2 separate regions of the Gossypium hirsutum genome follow, and region 2 is linked to region 1. The links are chromatin contacts, called in public Hi-C maps. All regions are on one chromosome and are shown on one strand. Each heading gives the region's core, a stretch centred on a gene start, on an enhancer-like site or on the middle of the called end of the contact. The rest is flanking DNA. Distances are from core to core; before and after follow the strand shown. Region 1 holds the start of LOC107909266. Region 2 holds the start of LOC107957347.

Region 1 (6,593 bases), core at 1,536-4,035:
AAGTATTCTCCTTCTTCAGCATTGAGACAACTCCGGAAAATGTCGTCAACATATACAAATACTTTAATTAGGTTATATAACAATAATAATAAGGGGATTTTTACGAAAAAGTATTGGATGTAGGATAAGGTACATTGCATTCCTAAGGAGAGAATAAAGTTTAAACTTTAGAGACAACATTATTTGTAGGGACGAATCTAAAAAAAATTTTAGGAATCCAATATTAAATTATAAATTTTTGCGATATCAAATATAAATTTTATTATGTGCTAATTTATTATTTTATTATTTTTGGAGGGCTAAATAAAATATTTTTCATTTTTTGAGAAGGATAAAATATAATTTTCTTTATATTAATTTATAAATTATCATTTATAGAGAAATTAGAATTACAATTTTTCAATTTGGGAAAGGGACAGACCCTAATCGATGATAGGAGCAACACAAACCTGAACATGTAAAAACCAAACCACCTTTTTATTCGATGAGAGAGAGATTTTCATATTTTAGGAATGTATTTTTTTTTTAAAAAATTACTCTATGATAATGCGATTTTGAATAAAGGTGGAAAAATAATTTTTATCGTATAGTTAAAAAGTTAAAGCATATGAGTGGAACAAAATTTAAATTTATTGTAAGTATTATTGAATTAAGTTTTTTTATTTATACTCTAATTTAAATGCATTAAATTTTTTTAAATAAATACATTAAATGTTTAAAACTTATTTTATATTTAATCATATATTAATTTTAAAATAAATGTATTCATTTTTGTTTAAAATAAATTAATATTATTTAGAAATTTAAAGAGATTAAATTACGAATTATTTGATAATAAACTAAAATTTTCATAATAAATATCATTAGGATAGGTTAAGATTAATAAAAATTATATTTTTTTTGAGGAGGTTAATTTCAACAATTACCATCATTAGTAAAATATTTAATAAACTAAAGATATCAATCAAACTCTGAAGATCATCTTAATACAATCTATTCTTAGCTGGTGAAAAGGATTCCCGATTGGACTATTGATTTTTTGTTTAGTAGTAAGTATTGTATCTATGAATACTACATTATTAGAATTGATAAATATTGATATCAGTTTATTTTTGTATATTGTTTTGAATTTATCATTATTTTTTAAAAATATTTGATATATGTATACAAAAAATATTTTCAAATATCAAAAAATGATATTAAATAAATTTCAAATATAAAATACACATAAATTACATAAAATATTCTTTAATAAGCTCCACAAATACAATTCATCATCAAACAAACTCAACATAAACATGAAAAAAATTATACAATAAATTAAACAATAAGATCATCTCATACTACATGCAATAATCCATAATTCAAAAAATCTAAAAAAATTATAAAAATTTAAGATTTAAGATATATTTTAAAATTATTTTTTTGGTACCTGCCAGTATAGACAAAGTCAACCAATAAACATCGGTATAGACCGGAATTTGCACCGGAACGAAATTGAAGTTTATTTCAGTTTACTACCAAAACGAATTGTTCTGACCGGTACAAACAGTACCGAAACAGAATTCAGTACCGTGATAAAAACGGTTAGCATATGTAATCATTAAATGGGGAGCTATATTGCAATTTAACAACAAATTAATAAGAGTTGTAGAGATATATTCTGTAACTGATGGGTGGGGGTGTAAATGGGATAACTTCACCCATCGTTGCCTTTACTATATAGCTGTTAGTAGGTGAATCTGAAGACGGATTTTAATTTTGTAGGACCAAAAGAATATCACTATCATCAATTGAGGCCCAATTGCATTCCCAGTAAACCCCCAATCCCATGTGTTCATCAAATTCCTTTTGTTTTACCTTACGGCTTCAACTTCAACTTGGTTATTATTATTCTCATCATTTTTATCCTATATTATATTCAGTTTTTTTATTAAGAATTTAAAGTTATATATTTTTATGGTGGGATGATCAGGGTCAAAAGTTTAATTGATGTTAATTTAATTAGATTCTTAATTATTCTAATCAAGAGGCACATGAAGCTAAAGAACAAAAAGTAAATGACGTTTGGCCTTTAATTTTCATTGAATGCAAAATTTATAAGGTTAAAGAAGAATCGTATTTAATGTACACTCCTGGCTTCACCTAGGGACATGGATTTCAGTTTTTTTGTTTTCTTTTTTTTTTTTTTACATTTTAATTCCATTTTCCACTAGCAATTAATTGAAAAAAGAAAACTGTCCACATGGGATAACACAGAGAATAGCAATTTCTTCCACCTTCCATCTTCCAATTCTTTTAAGAAGAAAATTCCGTTAAAAAGTTTTCAAATAAACAATCCTTTTTAAGAGTAATTAATATTTTTAAGATTAATTGTATTAAATATTTACAAATGGATATAAATTTAAAATAGCTCTCAAAATATTATTATCATATTAATAAGGTTATTTTGTCAACTTACTCATCAGCTTGATTGTTAAATGTTATTTCAAATTGGAATATATTTAAAAAACATGTATCAAAGTTTAAACATGTGAGTATATATTGTATGAAAAACTTAAAATTAATTTATTTAAATAAATTGTATGATTAAAATTTAAGAAAACTAAAGTTTTTAGTGCTATATATTTTATAACATTTTAAATCTAAATTGTCAATGCCATGTAATATATATTTCATGACAGATCTAAACTGGCAGTAAACACCCAAAGGCTCAAAGGTTTAATTAGAATAATTTTAAAGTCCCGTTTACTTGCTTATTGCAAAGTGTTTCTTTTAAAAGCCATTGACAAGGAAGAGTAACTAAACAATGAGTCAATTTTCTTGTGGCTGAGGGAAGGAAGAGTTAAAAGGCGCCTTTCTTTAAGCCTCTGTCTCACCAGCATTTATTCCAATAGAAGAGGGGGAGAAAGGCCTAAAATTTCCAATTTCTTTCTGGGATTTTCTCTTACAATGAGGAGCATAGCATCTTGTTACAATGAACATGCTATCAAAGTGTCGGATTCTTATTGTTCAAGGCCATCAAATCAACCTTGTCTCACCCCCAACCTTACCCCTTCAACTCCAAACACTGTAAAATGTATATACAAAGCTAAAATCTCCTCTCAAAGAAACCTCCTCATCGCCCTCACCTGGTGCAACAATCTCCTAGGCCGAGGCCTAACGATCGCGGTTGGCGAAACCCCATCGAAATTCGATCACAATTCCTACCATCTTTCAAAGAGCAAAGGCAGCAAAACCTTCAAAGCTTGCAATTCAGAGATTGAAGTCTTTTGGGATGTTTCCAATGCTCAGTATATGAATGGACCCGAACCAAGCACCAGGTTTTCACTTTTTGTTTTAGTTGACTCCCAACTTTGTTTATCTCTTGGGGATATAATTCATACCAACAATGAAGAAAAGGCAACATCCAATTTTTCATTGGTTTCAAGGACTGAAGTTTTCATAGGCACCACTAGCGTTTATTCAACCAAGGCTCAATTTTGTGAGGAAGGATTGGTTCATGAAATTTTAATCAAATGCAATGAAGAATATGAAGAAAAACGAAAGGTTTGGAGAAACCCTGAATTTTGTGTCACCATTGGTAAAAAGAAGGTGTTTCAAGTAAAGAGATTGAGGTGGAATTTCAGAGGGAATCAAGTGATCTTTTTGGATGGATTATTGATAGATATGATGTGGGATTTGCATGATTGGCTCTTTAACCGAACATCAAAGTGTGCTGTTTTCATGTTTAGGACAAGGAGCGGATTAGATAGCAGGCTTTGGTTAGAAGAAAAAAAGGCCAAATTTGGAGAACATCAAGAAAGAGGTGAATTCTCATTATTGATATGTGCTTGTAAGAATCTTGACTAAGTTATTAATTAGATTGGTTTTTTATTAATATATCTGAAGTATTTTTTTTTGGGGGGGGGGGTGTTATTAGATTTTGAAATATCGAAGATGATGTTAATCTTCTGTTTATAAGAAATTTAGATGCTTAACTTGGACCGGAGGAAATGAAGTTTTAGAGTTGTAGAGATTGAATTGTAAATGTAACTACTTCAATTTCTATCTCTTTCTTTTATAATTAAACTATGCTATTTGGAATTTAAGTGTTGTATATATTAGGAAAGTACGATGGATAGTATTTCAACTTTTCTATTAAAAAATAGATAAATTAATCTTTATATATTTTAAAATATGTAAATTAGTCCCTTTGTTAATTTTTCTAGTAAATTATGACATGAAAAATGCTGAACGTTATTTTTATGGGTAAATTATAAAACGATCACTCAACTATGCTTTCCATTCTATTTTGGTCACCTAACTATTAATTTTTTTAATTTAGTCACTAAACTTTTTGAAATTAAATTTTTTAGTCACTCTGATTGATGTGGCATTTTTTTATTGGTCTAGTAACAAAATTAGCCCTCTAATGTTTACACATTTTATCAATTTGATTCTAAATATAAAAAAATTAACAAATTTAGCCCTCAGTATTTATAAAATTTATCATTTTAGTTCTAATTAAATACATCGTGGTGGGCTAAATTTTTTACTTAGTAATGGGACAATGGATGGGAAGTTCTTAACCCCTACAAAAAATTGAGACCATTTGTAAATTTTGAGGGATAATTTTTTTTAAATTATGACTTAATCGGTATAATATATAAAAGTTGAGGGCTAAATTTATTATTATACCGATTTTTAACTGTCACGTCAACTTGTCGTTTGTGATTTTAATAGGAGTAACCCAAATGACAGAACTATGTAACGCGGGTGCTTAAACTGTAACTTTTTTTTTGAGTACTTAAAATGAAAGTTTTTGATAGTTGAGTGGTTATCTGTGTAGTTTACCCAACATAATAATTACTCAATAAAAAGTGAGTCCTACTCGAACTATGGCACCTTAAAGCCAACAACAAGTATTGGGGAATACTTGTACCGCAACAATTAGTCCTCTTGTGGGATAGCTGGGCAGTTTTATATTGAGTCTAATTAATTTACTTTTTAATTTTGATACGTCGTTAAGAGCACCAAAAATATCCTATCCCTATAAAATAATGAAAAGAATAATATAAGGGAAGTAGGGTCAAATTCTCAGGGACTGGATTTGCACAAGTTCTTGTTCCTCGAGATCCCGGACATAGTCGTGCCTAAGAAAACCTGGGTACCAGGGAAAAAAACAGGATTAAAAGTTTGATTGAACTGAAATTGCGAAAATTAAAATTAAAATTGTAAAGATAAACAGAGTTGAGGAAAGAGAGTTTTTTTATGGAGAGATTCCAGCCTTCGGTTGTCTTGATTCGCCTTGGGTTCAATCTTAAGCTTTTAAGTGATCCTTCTCAAACAAAATAAGCCAGTTATAGTGGAAGAGGATGCCTACAACCACCAGCTCCACTTAGATATTAGACTTACGATTTAAAGGAATCTGACTCTAGCTAACCGTCGCTTTTATGGGACCATTTTACACTAGATCATCACTTATCAATAGCGAATGCCATGCCATTTTGTCTCTTAGGCTTGACAACCACTGACGCAGTAGGCTAATGAACCGATTGTGCAACCTTCCCAAAACATATAAAGCGGCCGTTCTTTGCACAAGTTGAAAAGATCACCTTTGGAGGGATATGGACAGAAGCGTCAGTCCCGTAATGCGGAGAAATGATGAATACTCGTTGAGAAGGTTACGTGTGGATTCTAAGGCTCATGAAGCCTTTTTGGGGGATCTCGACAACCTTTGGCTAGATAAATTTAGTGGCTCATGCTTTTTAGGGAAAAAGAAATAAACTTAATAAAAATGGAATTTTATTAAATAATATGGAAGGAACAAAGGTTAAGCTTTTTGGGAGAGGAAGTGTTTTCAGAAAAGAAGAGTGAAATTTGTGTCACTCCATCTCCTATTTATAGTACTTAAAAAACCTAATCTATTTCTAATTAAATTCTAAAGATAAATAAAGATAAAAGGTAAAATTAAATCTAAATAATAATCTTAACAATTATCCTAATATAATTAAAATTTAAATAGAGTCTTGTATTTATAAAATCTCTTCTTTGCACTTTTGCCCCCAAGTCTTCCACACCTTATATTTTCGACTCCACTTCTTTCCTATTTTGCATTCTGCCCATTTTATCTTTAAATCACGTTTGTTGCCCCTAAATTTCCTTTTGCCTTCAATTTAGTCCCTACAAGATAAAAAACCATAAATAGTTCAAATTAGTAGGATCATACTCAAAATAAATATGTAATTAATACACAAAAATATGTCATTCCAGAGTATTGTCAAATTTTGATACACATAAAAAATAAACTCAAATAATTATCCAACCCAATACTTAATTTTTCTATCCATTAATAATTATTTTATTTTATTTATTTAATTAATCAATCCAATTGAATTATTTACAAAACCCAAATATAATTCTATTAAAATTATGACGACTTTATCATAATAGAATCTATGCCTAAATTTAATTTAATTGCCTAATTATAAATACAATGACTAATTATTAATTTTCACTTTGACTCAATTATTAAATTTCATACAAATAAATAATAATTAAAAAAATTAAATTAATTTCCCAATCATCTCTTGTCCTCTCAAGAAAATGCA
Region 2 (6,593 bases), core at 1,077-3,576, 560 kb after region 1:
ATATACTATATGAAATAATATAGAATTATATAATAAAGTAGGTGGGTTAACTTTCAAATGTAGGAAAATAGGGACTTAAAGCATATTTCAAACATTATAATCATAAATAATAATATATGGTAATAATGATTATATTATGCACTACTCTACTATTATAGTATATGATATTGTATTATATAATGAAATAATATATTTTATAAGTCGTAATATATATAAATAACTATTATTATATTATTGGTTATAATAAAAGATATAGCATCAATAGTTATATATAATTTAGCATATTAAAATACATGTTTATAATTATAACTAGCAATAAATAAAATATTATTAAAAATTTAATATCTTAATAAAATAACTTTTATTAATTTGGATATAAAATTGGGTTTTAACTTTTACAAATTGCATTTGAGTATTGTGTTTAATTTCTTTTTATTTTGGACATGAGATTTGAACAATAATTAGTTTATTTTGAGTTTGGGTAATAATGATTATATTATTTGAGTTTGGGCTTATTATATTAAATTTGAGTTTTGGAATAAATATTTTAGAATATGAGTATTAGGTTTATAAATTTAATAAGAAAAAGAAAAAAGTTATTCAATAATCAATATAATATAATAATAAACAATAATATATAATAATTAATATATAATGTACTATTATCATATATAACTATTATTATATTATAAATTATAATAAAAAATATAGGAGTACATGATATTATAATGTTTAATAATTAATGCATATATATATATAAACTATTAATATATTATATAATATATGATATGATATAACATTATATAATAGTAAGAGGGCTAACTTTCAAATCTATGAAAAGTATAGGAACTTAGAGCATATTTCAAATAGTATAATAATAAACATTAATAATTAATAATTAATATATAATTTACTTCTATTATATATAACTATTATTATATTATAGATTACAATAAAAGATATAGAATTACATGATATTATAATATTTAATCATTGATGCATATATAAAAACTATCAATATATTATATACTATATGATATGATATGATATAATATTATATAATGTAGTAGTAGGGATAATTTTCAAATGTCTAAAAAGTATAGGGACTTAGAGCCTATTTCAACGAGTATAATAATAAACAATAATATATGATAATAATTAATATATTATATTCTACTTTACTATTATAGTATGTAATATAGTATTCCATAACAAGATAATATATTTTATAAGTATTAGTATTTATAAGTATTATTATATTATAGATTATAATAAAAGATATGTCATTAATAGTTACGTGTAATTTAGTAAATACATGTTTATGATTATAACTAGCAATACATAAAATATTATTAGAATTTTAATATATTAATAAAATATTATTTTTATGAAATTTAATTTTAAATTGGGCTTTAACTTTTATAATTAGTAATTAAGTATTGAGTTTAATTTCTTTTTATTTTAGACTTGGATTATACTTAGTTTATTTTGAATTTGGGTGATAATGAGTATATTATTTGGGTTTGAGCTTACTATAATATATTTTAGTTTTGGAATAAATATTTTAGAATAGGTATTAAGTTTATAAATTTAATAAGAAAAATAAAAAGTTATTCAATTGTCAATATAATATAATAATAGAAAATAAAAAATATTTTTGTTGATTCATATAATATCATAGAATAATCAATTTTAGATACAATAACCACTTTAATTAATTTATATGAAAGAATTTTATTAAATATATATAATTTATGCTTTTTATAAGGAAAATTGAATTGTGTTATCATCGTATAAAAATAAAATGAATTATTACATTTGAAATTAAAATATTTATAAATAATAAAATTCAAGATTATTTGAATATGTTAGAACTTGCCCAGTTCGATCCAAGCTCAAATCTGAAAATCTCCAAATCGGAAAGAGACCAAATTTGAAAATTCAATTTTATAATAGATTTGAACTTGAAAATACCTGAATCAAAATTGATCTATACTCGAAAAGAAATCAAATCTAAAAAAATTTAAATCTAAAAATAAGCCCAATCCGAAACAGCCTATTTGCTAGCTCTAAACTTTTATATCAACCAGTTGAAATATAATACATACAATCTAATACCTTGAAATATAATATATATGGTATAGTATGATATGATTAAATTACTAGGTTTAAGCTTACATTTCTTTTAAAAACGTTTAAGCTTACCGTCTAAATAAATTTAGGTGTGAATTTTTTCTTTTTCTTTTTTCAACAGAGGTCTGAATGAATTTAAGCAAAATACGAATCACATTTCAGATTACGTCGGATTTAGACAAGTATTTACGTTGATAACACGAAATTTAATATTAAACATGGACCCACGATAATTTCAAAGGCCCAGACCCAAAATATATATTGACAGATATAGAAAATCAGAAAAACGGGACCCCGTTCTAATTTCATCTAAATCGTCACCAATGCTTCTTCACTTCCCATAAAATCTGAACCCACCGGAGACTGCCATGACGGATCACCACCACCGGTTCGGCCAAATCCGATCTACCTCCCAGGTCCTAAGACAAGCCGCCGTGCATTTCTACGCCCACCCTTTCACAATCCTTTTCCTTTCTTTACTCCTCTTCTCTTTCCGTTGTTTAGTTGAATCCGGTTCCCTTCTCCTCACTTCCTTCATCGACCGTGACCCTTCTTTCAAATCCCTTCTTTCCCGCCTCGACCTTCATCCTTCCCACCCCCACGCGCGTCTTCACCCTACTCGCCGTCCTTTCCTTCACCTCACCCGTGTCGGTACTCTCGACGACGACTTCTTTTCTTCCGACGATGATCACCCGGACCGCTCCCTCTTTGGTTCTTTTCCTAACCGCCCCATCAATTCTACGCCGGTTATTCTTTACAACTTTGACACTAGATTGGGATTTTCGCATTCCGTGGCGGATAACGGGATTCTGTTGCTGGAGATTGTTCGTCACGGTGTTAAATTCAAGACTAGCCCCTTTGAATATGAAAGAAATGAAGGGGAACAACAAGAAGAAAGAGTTGTGGATTTTCAGTTCGTGTATAAAGGATTTGAGTTGGGCCGTCAAGATGCAGCGACGCTTTTTTTCCTCGTCAGCTTTTTATCGTTTTCGTATGGGTGGGTGATTCTAGGGTTTACAACGATTTACTCTTTGATTTTGGGTGTTCTTTTTGTTACAGTTGTTAATGACTTGATTGGAAGATTTGTTTCCTTTATTGGGGCTTTTTTGGATGGGTCAAAAGTGGGATTAAAAAGACTCACTGGGTTCGTTTTAATGAAATGGGCGGTAAGAGACGCGGTAACTCAGCTTCTTGGATTATGGTATTTCGGAGAAATTGAGGATCACTACTCGTTTTTCAAGCTTTTTGTTAGGTTAAAGTTGATGCCTTTTTCGGTTATGTCACCGTGGATTAGGGGTTTTGAGAAGGAGATTTCAGGGTTTTTGTTTACGTGGTTCTTGGTGGATACTTTAGTTGCATTCGCTTTCTCTCTAGCTGCTTGGATTGCCATTGTCGATTCGAGAAGAACCGGGAGGGAAATTATTGAAGAAGGTTGTTATTTGATGTCAACACTGTTGAACCAAGCGATACAGATCAAGTGCTATGAAGCTATTGCCATGTGGGTTTTGACTTATATAGGTGGGGATCATTTTTTCGCTACTGTTATTCAGGCTGCTTTGGAGCTGTATTTCATGGTGGCTTGGTTGATATTTTACTTTATGGTGAGGTGTAGGGAAGCTAGTGCAGCGGGTAGAAGGTATGGGAGGAGAGAATTGGAGGTTTTGGTTGATGGACTTAGATGATAATCAACTGGGGAAAAATGGGTTGAACTTGCCTTTGCAGATGGTAATTTCGACTGTGACACTGAAGATACAGATAATCTAATCAAGCGTGTCGTGTCTTCCTGGTTTTTTGCAGTGAGTGATGCCATACTGCCATTGTTTGGTGTAAGAACCTGCCAATGCGTTCCATATACGTTTGATTTTATCATGAGGCAATACATTGCTTTGTATATTTTCACTAAAATTGCTTTTGTCTGTATATTTTGTTGCAACCAATTGGTGTTTACTGGCTTGCAGTATTTGTTCCTTGCTGCTATCAATGAGTACAGTAATGATGCTATTATGTTTAGAACGTTATCTTTGTGCTGTGGTCTTTTCCCCGTATCTTCTTGCGTATGCTAATGTGAATTACTTCATTTGCACGGCACTATATTTGCTTTTGTCTGTATATTTTGTTGCAATCAATTGGTGTTTACTGGCTTGCAGTATTTGTTCCTTGCTGGTATCAATGAGTACAGTAATGATGCTATTATGTTTAGAACGTATGCTAATGTGAATTAGCTTTGATTTTACCCTATTTCTAATTGATGCTTTTGGTTATAAGATGCTGATCATATATGCTTGATATGGCTATGACTTTTTTTGATTTGTCATTTTATTGTTGGAAAAGAAGTTCTAGAAATTGAGTGGAGGCATGCTGGTACATCTGCATTTTATGCTGTAGTGGGCAGTATATTGGGGTGTGGCATGCAATTTTAGCAAATATTAGATGTTGCTTTTGTGCTAGGGTATCAGAATGAGGTAAAACCTAAGTTAGAATGATGTGTTTGGCATGGGCTGTAATGAGAAGTGAGATAAAATCACCCAAGATTGTGTAAATTGAGGTAGGCTGTGCATTTTTATCCTGTTTCCTGGTTGCATTGCTGGTTTTGAAAAGGTTACGGAAATTTGCTTGTAACTGTTGCCAAGTTGTGGAGTATTCTGGAGTTCAATCAGTTGGCATTCTGAATTAAGTTTTAAAGGGTCTACATGAGACAAATGAATCTAATAGACTTTTTATGAGGAAGTCCTGTTTAAATTATGATCATTATCCTTAAAATGGATTTCATTATTCCAATGTTTTTGGCTATCGTGGGGGCTAGCAGCATGTATGAAGCGTTTGTTCTGCCAATGTAGCTGGAGTGGACAGGTTCAATGGTACTGCTTTTGGATTTTAAAAGAAGCTTTGGGGCTTTGCACCTTTGAAATGCTTTTACGTCCATGTTACAGGTAATCTGAAGCTTTTGGCCGTTGGCCTTTGAAATCTTGTTTCTCATATGGAGGAAGATCTCATCATAAGCCTTATCCATGCATGTTTTCTGACAGTGTTGGCTGACCTTTTTATGATTATCAGATACAAATGTATATAAGTAGGCTGCATTTTGTCATAATGCTTTGAATTTTTGAAACAAGTATCTTTTTGTCCTTAATGTGGAACCACCAAATTTTGTCAATAATTTTTGGTCACTTGAGCAAAGTGTGGATGGATGAAGTGTAGATTTGTTGCCATACGAAGAATGAGTTTCTGTACTTAATTCACCTTGTTATAGACAGTTTAGACATCCAATAAGCTGTGGAAAGAATGGAATACAAGAATCAAACTATATGCCAATTGTGGTGTATGATTCTTAACCAAATATTTGAGAGAGAATCGGTGTTCATTCGTTGATTGCCTTCTTTTTTTCTCTTAGTTGTTTATTTTTGTTTTTTGAGTGTAGTTGGATATTGAATTATTCGATGTTCAGTAACTTGGGAATATGCAAGATCAACTGGTGATTATGTTAGTGTGAATCATTCCGTGCAGCCTATGAATATGTTATTATGTTAAAAGGCCCGAAATTGTTTATTCGTAGCATCATACTTCCTTGTAGTAACTAGTTGAATCTGCTCTTTTGTTTGTTTATGTTGTATTTTGTTGAGAGGATTTGTGAGAATCTGAAAATGGAAACCAATGGAAAAACTCTGCATTCAATGTTACCTAAAGACTGAATAATGAGGTTCATAATTTTCCCATCTTTTGGCTTGTAATATATCTATTATGACACTTTGCCGTCTCATATCTGAAAACTTTCAGACACACTTAAGCCAGTACTTGTGACAAAACCCTGAGGTTCTCAAATCAAAGTGGACAATTGTTGTCAGGTTGGGTTTGATTAATTTCCAAGTTTAAAGCAATCTGCTCATAATTTGATATCAAACACTTGACCTCGAAAGTTCTTTTCATTCTTACAGCATTATTTCCTGAAAGTTGAAACCGAGACATACCTCAAAAGAGTCCAGCTCTAATAATCTTGCCAACATCTTGACAGTGTCTATTACAGTGTAATGTCTAGGGGGGCGATCCAATGGATCTTAAAAATAAACCAGAATCATTATTAGATCTTAAAAATAAATCTGAATCATTAAAGCACGTTAATTCAACATCCGTTTATAATTGGAAACAAATCTATTACCACAACTAAAAAATACTACTGCTTTGAACAGTGAACCATGTATAGAAGTTTCATGATATGTGTGGAGAACCACATCCCTTTGTTTTTTATGTTCGCTTGCTTGGAAATTAAAAAAAAATTAATTTTTTTTATAACTCAACTATTAATTTGTTAAATTTAGTCATTGAATTAATCAAAATTATTTTTTTGTTAATTTCTATTAATTGTAGTTAAATCTTTAATGAAAAAATGACATGATAGTTAAGAAATTGATATAATAACAAATTTAATTGTTAACATTCACATATTCTATCAATTTAATTATAAT

The links. A called contact is a pair of places that touch in the nucleus more often than the background predicts.
Region 2: a contact with region 1 is called in a Hi-C map of leaf, with 3 times the contacts expected there. The contact joins the promoter of LOC107957347 here to the promoter of LOC107909266 in region 1. A contact is called at or near these places in 5 of 34 Hi-C or Micro-C datasets (callus and leaf).

Annotation. Positions count from the first base shown.
Region 1 is chrA01:59,864,125-59,870,717 of Gossypium_hirsutum_v2.1, forward strand. LOC107909266 reads left to right here and starts at 2,786. Exons shown (of 1, transcript XM_016836737.2): 1 at 2,786-4,102. The coding sequence starts at 2,953. The coding sequence ends at 3,852.
Region 2 is chrA01:60,422,151-60,428,743 of Gossypium_hirsutum_v2.1, forward strand. It overlaps LOC107957347, which reads left to right and starts at 2,327. Exons shown (of 1, transcript XM_016892855.2): 1 at 2,327-4,151. The coding sequence starts at 2,502. The coding sequence ends at 3,815.